5 separate regions of the Mus musculus genome follow, and regions 2, 3, 4 and 5 are each linked to region 1. Evidence: chromatin contacts called from public HiCAR-type, HiChIP or PLAC-seq and promoter capture Hi-C data. All regions are on one chromosome and are shown on one strand. The core of a region is the stretch at or near the end of the contact, and the rest is flanking DNA. Distances in the headings are between cores, read along the strand shown.

What was found. Promoter capture Hi-C pulls out the DNA fragments that hold promoters and counts their contacts. HiCAR-type assays count read pairs that join an accessible place to other places. HiChIP or PLAC-seq counts read pairs in DNA pulled down with a chosen protein or histone mark.
Region 2: a promoter capture Hi-C map of pre-B cells shows a contact between it and region 1, with 6 times the contacts expected there. The contact joins the promoter of Chd6 here to the promoter of Fam83d in region 1. A contact is called at or near these places in 6 of 39 promoter capture datasets (the 3T3-L1 cell line, the C10 cell line, cranial neural crest and 2 more), 3 of 115 datasets of contacts at active chromatin or transcription factors (astrocytes, embryonic forebrain and large pre-B cells) and 2 of 9 other capture datasets (adipose tissue and macrophages).
Region 3: an H3K4me3 HiChIP or PLAC-seq map of embryonic limb bud shows a contact between it and region 1, with 13 times the contacts expected there. The contact joins the promoter of Lpin3 here to the promoter of Fam83d in region 1. A contact is called at or near these places in 10 of 39 promoter capture datasets (the 3T3-L1 cell line, cranial neural crest, embryonic stem cells and 7 more), 3 of 115 datasets of contacts at active chromatin or transcription factors (astrocytes, embryonic limb bud and forebrain) and 2 of 9 other capture datasets (adipose tissue and macrophages).
Region 4: a contact with region 1 is called in a HiCAR-type map of fibro-adipogenic progenitors, with 9 times the contacts expected there. The contact joins the enhancer-like site here to the promoter of Fam83d in region 1. A contact is called at or near these places in 4 of 39 promoter capture datasets (the C10 cell line, cranial neural crest, hippocampal neurons and 1 more) and 2 of 115 datasets of contacts at active chromatin or transcription factors (fibro-adipogenic progenitors and large pre-B cells).
Region 5: a HiCAR-type map of astrocytes shows a contact between it and region 1, with 6 times the contacts expected there. The contact joins the enhancer-like site here to the promoter of Fam83d in region 1. A contact is called at or near these places in 1 of 39 promoter capture datasets (cranial neural crest) and 5 of 115 datasets of contacts at active chromatin or transcription factors (astrocytes, embryonic stem cells, large pre-B cells and 1 more).

Annotation. Positions count from the first base shown.
Region 1 is chr2:158,766,837-158,769,354 of GRCm38.p6, forward strand. Fam83d (family with sequence similarity 83, member D) reads left to right here and starts at 1,263. Exons shown (of 4, transcript NM_027975.2): 1 at 1,263-1,751. The coding sequence starts at 1,278.
Region 2 is chr2:161,107,823-161,110,340 of GRCm38.p6, forward strand. It overlaps Chd6 (chromodomain helicase DNA binding protein 6), which reads right to left and starts at 1,264. Exons shown (of 37, transcript NM_173368.3): 1 at 1,167-1,264.
Region 3 is chr2:160,886,905-160,889,422 of GRCm38.p6, forward strand. It overlaps Lpin3 (lipin 3), which reads left to right and starts at 1,264. Exons shown (of 20, transcript NM_001199118.1): 1 at 1,264-1,313.
Region 4 is chr2:160,848,800-160,851,317 of GRCm38.p6, forward strand. The region is part of intron 1 of Zhx3 (zinc fingers and homeoboxes 3); the gene reads right to left. Among named protein-coding and RNA genes, the nearest start is that of Zhx3, 23 kb to the right of the region's middle. Within about 2 kb of position 1,257, at least 15 of the 459 cell types and tissues checked have an H3K27ac peak or open chromatin away from gene starts, as enhancers often do. A contact at or near this core is called in fibro-adipogenic progenitors, where this site is marked.
Region 5 is chr2:160,803,715-160,806,232 of GRCm38.p6, forward strand. The region is part of intron 2 of Zhx3 (zinc fingers and homeoboxes 3); the gene reads right to left. Among named protein-coding and RNA genes, the nearest start is that of Zhx3, 68 kb to the right of the region's middle. Within about 2 kb of position 1,262, at least 39 of the 459 cell types and tissues checked have an H3K27ac peak or open chromatin away from gene starts, as enhancers often do. A contact at or near this core is called in astrocytes and stem cell-derived neural progenitor cells, where this site is marked.

The DNA.
Region 1 (2,518 bases), core at 13-2,512:
CTGTGTGACTGTACAGCCTCAGGCCTGGCCCCTGTCCTTATTACATGCAAGAGCTGGTTCGATTTGATAGAGGAAGGTAGTCTTCTGCATCCTGGATGCCAGAGTGGGGACACAGGAAGCTCTTGCCTTTGGGCTTGAATAACTTCCCTGAGAAGGCTGGAACCAGGGAAGGATGAAGAGAGGGAGGAGATCCTCACAGCAGTACTGGTTTGTTTTAAGTTTACAGAGGTAGAGGCAGGGGGTTAGAAAGCCAAGGTCATCCTTCGCTACAAGATATGAGAAAGGGAGAGAGAGAGAGAGTGAGAGAGACCTTTAAGCGAAGAAGTAGATACCACAGTGGATTAGTATATAGATGTATATGTATGAGCATATATGTATGTGTATATGTATATAGATATATATGTGTATGTTTGCAAGGTCTTCTGTGACCTCTCTTAGGATTGACACAGAATAAGATGGCTTCGAACTCCAGATTCTCCTACCCTAACCTCCCATGTGCTGGGAGTGTGCCACCACCCCCAGCTCTGCACCACTGAGAAAAAAAGACATTTATTTATTTTTATTTAATGTGTATGTTTGTGTGCTACGTATGCATACAGTGTCCGTGGATACCAGAAAGGGCATCATCAGATTCCCTGGAAGCATTATAGGTGGTTAGAGGTTGCCAGGGGAGACAGTGCTAAACCCAGATCCTCTGGAAGTGCTCTTAACTGATGAACCACCACTCCAGGCTCTATCTCTGTCTCTTTGTCTCTCTTCCTCCCCATCTTTTCCCTTCCTTCTCCCTCCCCCTCCCTCCGTCCCTCTGTCCTTCTCTCCTTCTCACTTGCTCTCTGTATTGATAAGTTAATGATTAGATGCAGGGTGGAGTGGCAATGAGGCTGATCACACCAAAATAAGCATGTCCAGGAGCAAGTCCTACCCCTAGTCCGAGTCCTTGAAGCACCATGTTATAGGGCACTCGGCAGGGGGCGTGCTCGGACAGTGCGGGGCTATGTCCCGGGTTGGCAGGGTTCTGGAGCCGCTAGGGCGGGGTAAAGTCAGATTTAAATTCCGCTCAGCCATCAGGCAGTGAGAGCAGAGGGTGGGCGGGTTCTGTCTCAGGAGCAACCAATAGCAATGAGGGGGCAGAGCCTTTGGTACGCATGGGAGACATCCAGCCAATGGGATTGCTGGGGCGGGGCGGCGAGCCAATAGAGCGGGCTGGTTTGATTCAAAGATGCCTATAAAAACTCAGACTACCACCGTAGACAAGTGGATCGGTTCTGGGCACTGCCATGGCTGCTCGCTTCGAGCTGTTGGACGACCTTCCCGCGGCCTGCCTGTCTCCGTGCGGACCGCCCAACCCCACGGAGCTGTTCAGCGAGGCGCGGCGTCTGGCTCTCGAGCAGCTGCTGGCCGGTGGTCCCGACGCCTGGGCCGCCTTCTTACGGCGTGAGCGGCTGGGCCGCTTCCTCAACGCCGACGAGGTGCGCGAGGTTCTGGGCGCTGCCGAGCGGCCGGGCGAGGATGGGGCGGCGGTAGCGGAGGACTCGTTCGGCTCCTCTCACGAATGCTCGTCGGGCACCTACTTTCCGGAGCAGTCGGACCTGGAACCGCCGGCGTTGGAGCTCGGCTGGCCTTCCTTCTACCAGGGTGCCTACCGCGGTGCCACGCGTGTCGAGGCTCATTTCCAGCCCCGCGGCGCGGGCGCCGGAGGCCCGTATGGCTGCAAGGATGCGCTGCGCCAGCAGTTGCGCTCCGCCCGAGAGGTGAGCGGCCCCCTGGCAGCGGGTAGGGGAGGAGCATCGGCCTTCTGAAAATTGAGTCATGTCGTAGTTCCAACTTCTGTTATTGGTACCCCTGGAACAGAGCGACTGTTAGTTCAAACCAAAGTGGATTGCAGAATTCCAGGGACGTCAGCTGACATTAGGTCTCACTTTCAGGAGCTAAGTAAAAGCTTAGTTTTACCCAAAAGATGATACCCGGAGACCATGGGGAGATCTGTAATTACCACTTTTCCACGCTTCTTAATGTTGTAGACAGATAAATTCGAGCAGTCGGTTTATCTCTTTCACTTCTGTGAGTGAGTCTGGTGGGAGATATTTTTAACCCACAGTGCCTGGGACTGTTCCAAGTAGCATTGATCCAAAATGCAAATATTTGTGCTTTAGATAAGCCACTGGTTACAATGGGTTTTTATCTTAGCTAGTGTCAGACTGCCCGATTGGCCTGGGGTGGAGTATAGAGTCTGGCCTGCCATAGATCAGGGAGAAAGGGCTCCACTTGGGAGGGTGTGGCTACAAGTTTGCATGCTGGTGAACACTGCTCCATTCCCAGACCTTTTGACTGCCTGGAACATGACGGGCAAAGCCTCAGACCATGTCAAGACTTAGTAGGCCTGGCACCGCTATATGTTAGGGTGCGGATCAGGTTGACATCACCAAGTCTAGGAGCAAGTTTGCGTTCTGTTTTTGTCTTTTGTTTTTTGTTTTCCTCTCTGCAAGACAAGGTCACTGTAACCCAGGCTTACCTGGAA
Region 2 (2,518 bases), core at 14-2,513, 2.3 Mb after region 1:
CCGGAGAAAGATGCTCAGAGATGCCAGAGACTCTCTAGAAACCTTGGCCAGATTACTAATGGTCTATAAAGCCTAATTTGGAGAACACGGGCCTACGAGCTCAAAATTGAATTATACTGCCTTATTAGATCCCACACTCGTGAAACCACAGTCATATTAGTCATAACTGAAACTAGGAATACTCTATGTACACAAATATAAAGTGCATGCTTATGCATTTTTAATTGGATCAAATAAAACTGAAGCTGCAAACAAACTCACATTTCAATTATCTCACTAGTGCGGGGATTTCCTAATAACCTCGTTTTAAAACCCAAGGAGCTGCCAACCCCTCTCCACATCTGACAGGCATGGTCCCTGGAAATTTTAGGAAGGACATTCCTCCGTTACTTCTCAACAGAGAAGAGAAATAAATACCCTGAAGGAAACAGATTTTTTTCTTTTTTTTTTTTTCATATTCCCTCTCTCTAATTTCTTTGCAAGCTCTAACATGCAATCTAATAACGCACCAAACTTGGCAGCGGGGTAGCTTGGTGGCTTGGAGTCTTGAGGGCTCAAATTTTCGGGGGCGAGTGCGCGTTAGTGCGTGAGGAGCCGGCCGGAGGGGCGCGCGACCCGGGGACGCGCCGGGGCCCCCGCCCCCTCCCGGAGCAGCAGCCTGGCACCGGCCCACCCTCCTCCACCCCTGCAAACAGACGCAGGACGCGGAGCGGAGCAACTTCTCCGCGGGGGCGGTAGCGGCTGGCGGGCGCGGGGGTGGCCCTCACGCGCCGTGGGCCGCCGGGGTCCCCTGGGAAGCCTTGGCAGGCCCCGCCCCGCCGCAAAGGCCCGCGCTTGGGGTCTGAAGCAGGACCCCAAGCCTGGGCGCGTGGCCCCGCAGTGGCGCTCTCCCAAGGACGGAGGGCGGGCGGCCAGAGCGCGCGGCAGCCGGGAGGGGCGGACGCCAAACCCCTCGCCTCAGGCCTCGGGGCCCTCGGCCTGGCCGAACGCCCGCGGCCGCGCTCGGACCCCTGCCCGGCCGGGCCTCGCGCCGCCGCGGCCCCTCAGCCCCGCTCCATTCATAGGGCAGCCCCATCCCGGCCAGCGGGGCGGAGACAGGGTCCCCGCGGGCAAGCCCAGCTTGTCGGGGCCAGGCAGGAAAATAAAAAGTTAAGAGAAGAACTTACCTAAAATGGCTCCTGCAGCAGCCAAAATACAAACAGCTATTATTTGGTGAAGTTTAGCTCAGACACCCTGCAAGGACACCCTAACCCAGCTTGGGCCCGCCTTCCCTGCCGCGCTATTGGGTTTCGCCTGCCCAAAACACAGGTTCATTGGTCGTGTGGGCTGCCGATCAGACAGAAGCCCGTTTCAAGCTTGCTTGCAGGAGCGAGTGATGGGCTTGCTCCATTGTGCTCGTATTTGCATGGATGTGATCGCAGCGGTGATTGGTCGATGTCGGAGCCGCTCCGCCTCCCAGCCTAGATCTCCCCGCCTTGCAGACAGCGCAGCTCCCGGCCCGCCCCCCCGGAATGAAGCGGCCGGGCCGCGGGGGCGGGGCGGGGCTGGGGTCCCGCAGGCGGAGGGGGCGGGGCGGGGTGCTGCGCTCTGTTTTGCAAGCAGGGGGCGAGGACCTGGGCGCTGGCCCGCGGCTGGGGCTCAACCTGCAGGTGGAGGTCTCGCAGGTAGTGGGCAAGCAAGCTGGAAAACCCGGGATTGGCTCTCCGGAGGTGGGAGAAGATGTACTGGGGTCCCACGACGTGAGCGCCCCGCCGGCGCCCAGATCCTGCAACGCGCACTCGAGGAGAGGTGAAGGTCCCAACGGACAGGAAAAAGAAGATGCTGAGAGGCCGAGGGAAGCGAGGAGCCGGGTCGTCAGTCTCCAGCTGCTTATACTGCAGATCCGCCTGGCTCCCTAGCATACTAGGAACGTCTTCCCAGGGCCCTGCACACCCCGGGAGTTTTCCAGCCCTGAGGATCCTGCAGCGCATTGGATATGCTTCAGTAACATCAGGAGTGGAACCATGGTGTGTTTATTTTCGGGCCTATCTCCACTACCATCCTTGTAGCATCCTCAAGGACAGGGCCTAGCATATGACAGAGATTCAACCAATTGTTGTCTTCCGTAATTCGTTTTTTAGCAGCTAATTTTTAAGTGCCCACTAAATACCTGACATTGATCTGAGACGGAGGATGTAGCGGTCAATAGGACAAAGCCCTTGCACTCACCGAACAGGCAAAGGAAAAGCAATAAATAAAATAAATAAATGAACACAGAGGCAGGTAGTGATAAATGCCATAAAGAAAACAGATGGCGGGAGGAAGGACATCAGACCAGAGATGGGGGAGGAACAATTAGGGCAAGGAGGAATTTAGAGCCTATCCTGCCTAGCTAAATATTCCTCATAGCATCCTCCCTACTCTGGGACCTGGTGATCACTTTTCCTCTTCACTCCTGCCTGTCCCATCTGGAGTGTTTCCCCAGTGAATACTTAAATAAAAGAAGAAGAAAAAAAAGTCCAAAACTGGCTGGACTCTG
Region 3 (2,518 bases), core at 14-2,513, 2.1 Mb after region 1:
GTTTGAGAACCACTGATTTGGAGTGTATACAGCGTGTACGATGGCTTCACAGCCTGCCCGAGATACCTTGTAAGTGTGGATTACGGTTATTCAACTCAGAAGCAAGCACCTTTACTGGCTGAACCATTTTTGTTTGTGTGTCTGTCTGTTAGTTTTGTTTTTTCCAGACAGGGTTTTTATGGGTCTCCCTGGCTGTCCCAGAACTACCTCTGAAGGACATCTTACCTTGAAACTCTGGCATCTGCCTGCCCCTGCCTCCCAGTGTTGGTATAAAGGTGTGCGCCACCGTGCTGGGTTGAATGAGCCATCTTTTAGGCAAAGCCTGACCGTGTGTGCTTTTTCGAACAAACGCCTTCAGCGTCTCATGTTTTCCAGCACATCTTGTTTGCAGGGATCATCCATACAGGTAGTCGGAGAGGTCTCTGAGTCAGGGATTCAAAGTCATTCCTGGCTGGCCCCTTGGGTTTATTGCCTACAAATCTGCTCACTTGTCTTGCTCTTGAGAGTGTTGGGTGGTGAGAAAGTGTGATTGGGTGAGAAGACTGGTCACCATCTGCCCTCTGCTGGCCCGTGGTAGTATTAAGCGCACTGCCCACTCGCTAAAGTGTCTGATAGATGACTGAGCAGGTTTGCAATAGCACTGAGCGTATGAAGGTGGTCCGTTCTTAAAGGCGTTCAAGCTCGGTTGAAGCTGGGTGGTGTAACGGTGGTAGATCTCTTTGCGTGTACCACCGAGTTTTGATGTCAGTATGCAAAAACAAACAAGACTGACATTAACTGAGCAAATAAGACATTCCAACTGTGAGCATATAGGTAGTTAGACCTCGGCTAGAAAGGGGGTGTGGAGGATCAAGAAACGCTGTTCCCGGGATGGGAAATACAAGCGCCAAGCCCTCGACAAAGATATTCGTGTTCTCCGTCAAATCTTACAAGTAGCTTTCCTCTGGTATCCGTGGGAGATTCGCTCAAGGTCACAGAGGCAGGTAGTAAGGAACAGGACGTAGGTAGACGCGGTTCTAAAGTCCGTACGTCTTTCGTGCTCCTGTCGTGACAGCTGGTGTGGCCACGGGTGTGGCTGGGAACGAGTCAGAGCCCCGAAGTCTGTTGCTCCCCATAGGAAAAAGGGCGCCCTGGAGTGGGACCACGGGACGGGGGCGGGGTCTTCTCGAAGTGAAGGGTGGAGCCTGGACTGACCGGGAACAGTGAGAGCCGCACCTGGTTGGTGGAAGGAGTGGAGACCGGATCTCACCGGGTCTCAGAGAAAGCGGAAGTGCCGGGACCTGGACCCTTACCTGTGGAACCTCTGCGTACAGGTAGAGGCGGCGTTTCTGGGTCTCAGTGGTCCTCGGGAGGGAAGTTTCAACGTAGAAACCTAGCCCATAGGAAAACAAAATATGTTTTTCTTCCACTCTGTTCTATCTCATTTTCACGTCAAGGGACAGAGACCACAGGGAGCTAGGGAAAGAGTAGGGGAAGGCTGGCTTCACTTCCTGCCCCTTCCCCTGCGAGCTCCCTGGATAGCCAGGACTAGGAAGCTAGAGAGGAATGCCAGAACCTTTTAGAGAGGCTTCCCAAGACTGGCGGCGTGTCCTTGGTAATAAGAGTCCTCAGTTGCAAAGAGTGTCCCTGGCCCTTGTCTGGCCTGTCTTGCCTGTCAATGAGGGGAACTGAAGCGGCAGTTTCCCAATGCTGGGGAATTGTAACTTAGCGGTAGACCGCTTCCCTGGTATAAGGGCCCCTCCTTATACCCCTACTCTCTTTGGTGGCAGTTGGAAAGTCATCCCCACTCCATAACTCCCCCATCTCAATATCTGGGGTCCCAAGAGTCCAGAGGACCTTGGTTTGGCTTCCCTGTGGTAGAGACAAGCTAGCCCTAGAACTTTGAGGATATATCTAGCCTGGCTTGAACAAGGTACTCCACAAAGCCTGGAGTTCACCTTTCTATTTTGTAAATAGTGAGGTTCCCACTGGTCATGGTGTTGGGTGGCAGCCTACTGTGTCTAAACTGTTAACTGCAAGTAGAGACTGGCCTACTGCACAGCCCACAGCCTGAGTGAGTGTGGAAAAGTCACGATGCTGGTGTCTCTGCTAGATGTCACACACAGGCATAACACCTACTGTACAACAGGGCTGTATCCAAATTATCTCAGCGGGTACTCATCCCTGCCTGATACTATCTCCACTTAAAGAAGCTGGAACGAAGGCTCAGATAAATAGGGACTGGAGAGATGGCTCAGAGTTAAGAGCACTGGTTGCTCTTCTAGAGAACCCGGGTTCAATTCCCAGCAACCACATGGCAGCTCACATCTGTAATTCCAGTTCTGGGGTCTGACACCCTCACATAGACATAGATGCAGGCAAAGCACCAATGCACAGAAAAAAAATTAAAACAAAAATACTTAAAAAGAAAACCTCAGATAAATGAAGCATTTTGCCCTGGGAAGGGGCAAAGTATAGATTAGAACTCAGCCACTGTGGTGTTCTTACCCACAGTGCTTTGCTGCCATCAATAATCTGA
Region 4 (2,518 bases), core at 7-2,506, 2.1 Mb after region 1:
TTTGTACCTGAGATCCTCAGAAGAAGGGGAAGGGCTTAGGTAGCCCCACTCTTGTATATACTATCAATAAAGCCCACTGTTATGCCCAAAATGAGAAAGAAGAAACTTACAGAAGTATTTTTAAAATAATTGTGCTTCACTTCTTACCAAACAAGTACAGTCAGGTGACCGTGCTCCTCTTGTTTTCTAACTCCACAATTAGAATGTTTGTCCTCTGGCTTTGAAAAACAGCACTGGGACACACATTTATGTGACTGAAAAAACTGTAACTCAGTTGTTCCAGAACTATTCCATTTTTAGTTTCTTGTAAGGGAAACGCTTACCAATTTGTTTTGAAATATTATAGCATTCTTTGAATTATAAAAGTGTGATGCAGAGAACTATAAATGAGACATTCACATATGAAAGATGACTTCATCAGTTATCTTCATATAAACTGTGTACATGTACATAAAATGTAAAACCTCAAACTCAATTATGGAGTGCCTTTTAGCTGTTCCACTTTCAATAAAGTTTTTGCATGCACATTATATATAATTTAGTGTTACTGAAATGTTTATATACTATAGTTTTCCTTAATGGTATCTAGAGGTCCTTTGTATTTTGTTATGGAAGTTAAAATATATATTTTCCTCAGAAATTATAGTTAAAAATATAAAGTATTTTAGTCAAGCATGGTGGAGACAGGCAGATCTTTTTGAGTTCCAGGCCAGCCTTGTATAGAGTGAATTCTAGGCCAGTCAGAGCTACACAGTGAGACTCTGTCTCAAAACAACAACAAAACAATAAAAGGAAAATAATTAAATAAAATTAGCTAATTATGAATCCCAGCTAACAGATTGAGCAGTTCAAGACAAAACATTTATTTTCCTAAGCTATTCTACTAAAACCTTGATCTTCTTTGTAGCTAAATACTTAGATTTTAAAGGAAATAATGCTAATATTAGTATCAGGAACCTGACTCTTGGATGCTGCTGTCGCCAACACCTAAGGTTGTTGCATAACCACAGACAGGCAGCTCATCTGCCTAAGCCTTGGTTTCCTCATTTAAAAAGTAAAAGGGGGAACTCACCCACTAACAAGATGATACTAAATTTAGTAAGTAAACATCATCAAATTATTTCCCAGGGAATCCTGGGTTAATTTAGCACTTGAATAATTCTATCAAAGAAGACAAAAATAGTGCTACAGTTGGATGTGTGAGCTCCAGCCTGTCCTCCTCTTACTCTGTGCTGCCCACTAGCTGGTGACACTGCCTGTGCCACCATCAGAAATTCACAATGTAAGCGTTTTCATTTGTAGAACAGAAACAGTAGTGGTGTCTATCTCAGAGAGTTCCTGAGGATTACGTAAGATAATACTTAGTAAATGCATAAAGTCTACCTACCAGGGTAAAAGCTCATCAGGGTTAACCATTGGTACAAGTTGGTATTAGCTAACAATTCAGTCCTAACATTGATACAGGTAAGAAAAATCTACAATGGCATCAGAATAATAGCCAATGTTTATAATGTTCTTTTTTGCATATTTGTAAAGTCTTTTAAATTAAATAGAATAAAACAAAAAGAAAGCAATAATTTCCATTACCACAAATTTGCCACTTATAACTGAAAACATTTAAGTGATATGTTAAAGTTGCTTATGTCTCACTCTCTGTGTTAGGCACACTCTGAGATGGTCACTAATGATCTTTGCCTCCTGGTATTCATGCCCTTGGGTAACCTCCTCTGCTGCAATGTGGGCCAGTTTACTGACTCACTTCTAACAAATACAGCAGATGTGCTGGAGCGTCATTTCCAAAACAAGGTTATAGAGGGGCTCTGGCTTCCGTCTCAGGTGTTTTCTTTCCCTCTTAGATCAAGCTACCTATGAGAAGTCAACATTAAGTCATTAAGCAATCATGGGTACTTGTGAAGAACTAAAGCTAGCAACAACAGCACTTAAATTCGAATTTAGAGTGACGCAAACACTTTTGTTTTTTAAATTTCAATTTGACTGTAACTCTAGACCCTATTATTTATGGATTTGAGATCTCCATTATGGTGGTGACTTTTACACAGTAGCATCATCCCTGTTATCTAGAAAAGTGACTGGCCCACAATAGTTGCACACAGTTTAACTATATGCTAGTTACAAATTAAGACAAAAGAACTGAAGATTTTCAAAATTTGCTGAAGAACAACACATAGAGGTTCATAGACAGAAATTAGCCTACAAAAGACTAGTCTTATCTGGTTAGGACAGTATTTGGAAAAACTACACTGACATAGGTACAATTAGCCAGATACTACCAGTCCTGTTTGGAGGTTGTTGTTTTCTAAAGATATATTTTTAAAATTATGTGTATGGGGAGTGTGCATGTTTAAGTAATGCTGCAAGATGTACAAAAGAGGACATCTGATGTTATGGCAGGTTGAATAAAAATGGCACCCACAGGCTCATAGGGAATGGCACTATTAGGAGGTGTGACCCTGCTAGAGGAAATGTGTCATTCAGACAGACTTTGAGGTTTCAGATG
Region 5 (2,518 bases), core at 12-2,511, 2.0 Mb after region 1:
TCACTACAAGTTTGAGGCCAGTCTGGTCAATATAGGAAGTTCTAGGTCAATCAGGAACGTAGCTCTGTCTCAACTACATAAATAAATGCATGCAAAAGAATATGTATACATTTTGAGGCTTGTTAAACACTGGGTTGCTCAGCTGCATCAGGTCCTCTCCAAGAGTGGGCATGTCATTATGTCTGAAGACAGATAACCTGGGTTCCAACTCTGACTCAGCTGCTTCCTCGTACAGGATACTTAGGTTTGGGGAAACACGGAATCTCCCCAACCTCGGCTTTCTCTGATACAATATTGGAGTGAAACAGCACTGAGTCTACTACAGTGGACATGATAGTGTGTGTATATGAGTCTTTGACAGCATGTTGAAAGTTCAGGAGACTTCTTGCCTCCTGCCTCCTTTCTCCACCAAGGTCATCCCTGAGCAGTGTCCTCTCCTTATTTGCTGCAGAGACTTCAGTGACCTACACTACCTGCACCTGTGCTTCCCATATGGTCGTCCAAGTCACAACCTATCTGCCTTCCCAGGACACGGATCACTATCTCTACTGACTTCATGCAGAAACCACTTCAGCCTGGTATTATGGCCCTTCCTTAGTTTGGTTCAATCTGCCTTTTTTATGCTCAAATGTACTTTTCCTCACCCTGTTCTGCCAAGGCAATCTCTGGTTTCTGGAATATCTTCAGCCCTAGTGCCGACAGAAGACATTCTAGGCTGTTTCATGCCATGACTGAGATGTACAGCACACAGTCTATAGTCAGCTCGTTTCGCTCCCTTCCCCACTCTTAACGTTAGTTCCAAGTGTAATTCTACTAGTACCTTAAATTCCAGAGGGTCTCATTACTCCATAACTTTAAAGCCATATTTTCCCAGAAACTTTTTTTTTTTAAAGAAAGAAAGCTTCTTGAGTACACTGCAGGATAAGCTAAGCAGCAACGAGACCCTTCCATCTAGCAAACTCCTAAATAGTCTCCTAACAATCTTAAACAACACTGATCAAAAAGCTAAAAAAAAAAAAAGCCCTTATAAATGCCCTCATTTCTACCAATCACTTTGTCAAATACTGTGATTTGTGTGTTTTCTATTATTATATCTGCCTCACAATTGTGTAAAATGTTTCATGTTTTCTTCTAATTCATCAGCTGCCATCAGCGTCTTCTTTGGAGGGTGGGCCAGCACTCAAGCCTTCCAAGGTGCCATCAATCAGTAAGTGTCTGTATGCAGAGCAGAAGCTGCTCCCACCCTGCTGGGCAGATCTGGTGAAGTGCACCTCTTCATGCCCAAGCACAGTCACGGGGACAATGGAACAGCAGAAGAGCATTCCACTATACTCCTGTTTAAATAGTTAAAATGTTCATGTCCACCAGAGCACAGGAAGAAAACCCTTTTCATGTGTTCACAACTCACTTTAGAAAGTCAATTATATTTACCTAAAGTCAGTGGAGCTCAAAAGCATATTTCTCTCTCCAAAACCTCATTCTTTTGCGAGTCCCTTGCTTTGTGGAATGACCATGGGCAATCATCTTTGCAGGCCCTGCTGATGCCAGTTTATGGCTGTGTTTTTCTGCTCACTGAACTGGCTCATTCCTTCAAGAGAACAAACTGTTCTGCACTGAAGCAGGAATTGGCTGGGTTCTAACAAAAAGATCCCCCCCCCCAAGTGTTTTTTTGCAAAAGACCCAAGTCAATTTATAGCCAAGTAACAAAAGGTCAGAAAGGTTAGTTAAGCAATGGGCGTAATTCCTGTGTGTCACAGCCAATAAAGGAAATGGGTGGGAATAAATAGTATGCAATTTTAACCTGAAATCATTTGTGCAAAATTACTATTGTAAACTACATAAAACAGTCTCTGGCTTCCAATGTTAGGAATTATTCTGATTTTTCAAAGGCATATTTACTGTGGAAGAACTGAGGTGACCTCAAGTCTTTTGTTTGCAAGAAAAGAATGTAAAAAACTCATATATAAGAATATTTTTCAGTTCATAAATTTAAATACTCAGATAAAAATTAAATATCTTACAGTTAACTGATGGGTAAAATTTACATAGTTGAATTTAAAATAAAATCCCTGTCAACAGGGATTTGGCATTGATCAAAAAGCTAAGAAAAGTCCCTACAAAACTACAGTTTATTTGTCTTAACTGTGCTAGAGGTATAAAAACATACTGTATTATTCATCAAGTTTAAGAACAAGGAAGGGGCTGCCTTTCTAAAGCAGACATGAAAAATACATCAACAGCCAGGTAAGGGAAAGACAGATAAGAAACAGCCTTCCATGGGTCTGTCCTGTAAGAAAGCTTTTCAGACCCTGAGGCTGTTGGAAAGCCTCCACCAGAAGTCCCTCATCCACTTTAGGAAGTTTAAAGTTGTAACTGTTGAAAACAATCCTATTATCTAAAAGATGAGTGACTAAACAGAACAGCGAGTGCCATGAGCTGGGCAACAGGGATAAGCCATGAGCTCACTTCTCACCTACCTCTCTAAGTACAATGGGAGTAACACAAGAGGCAATCAAAG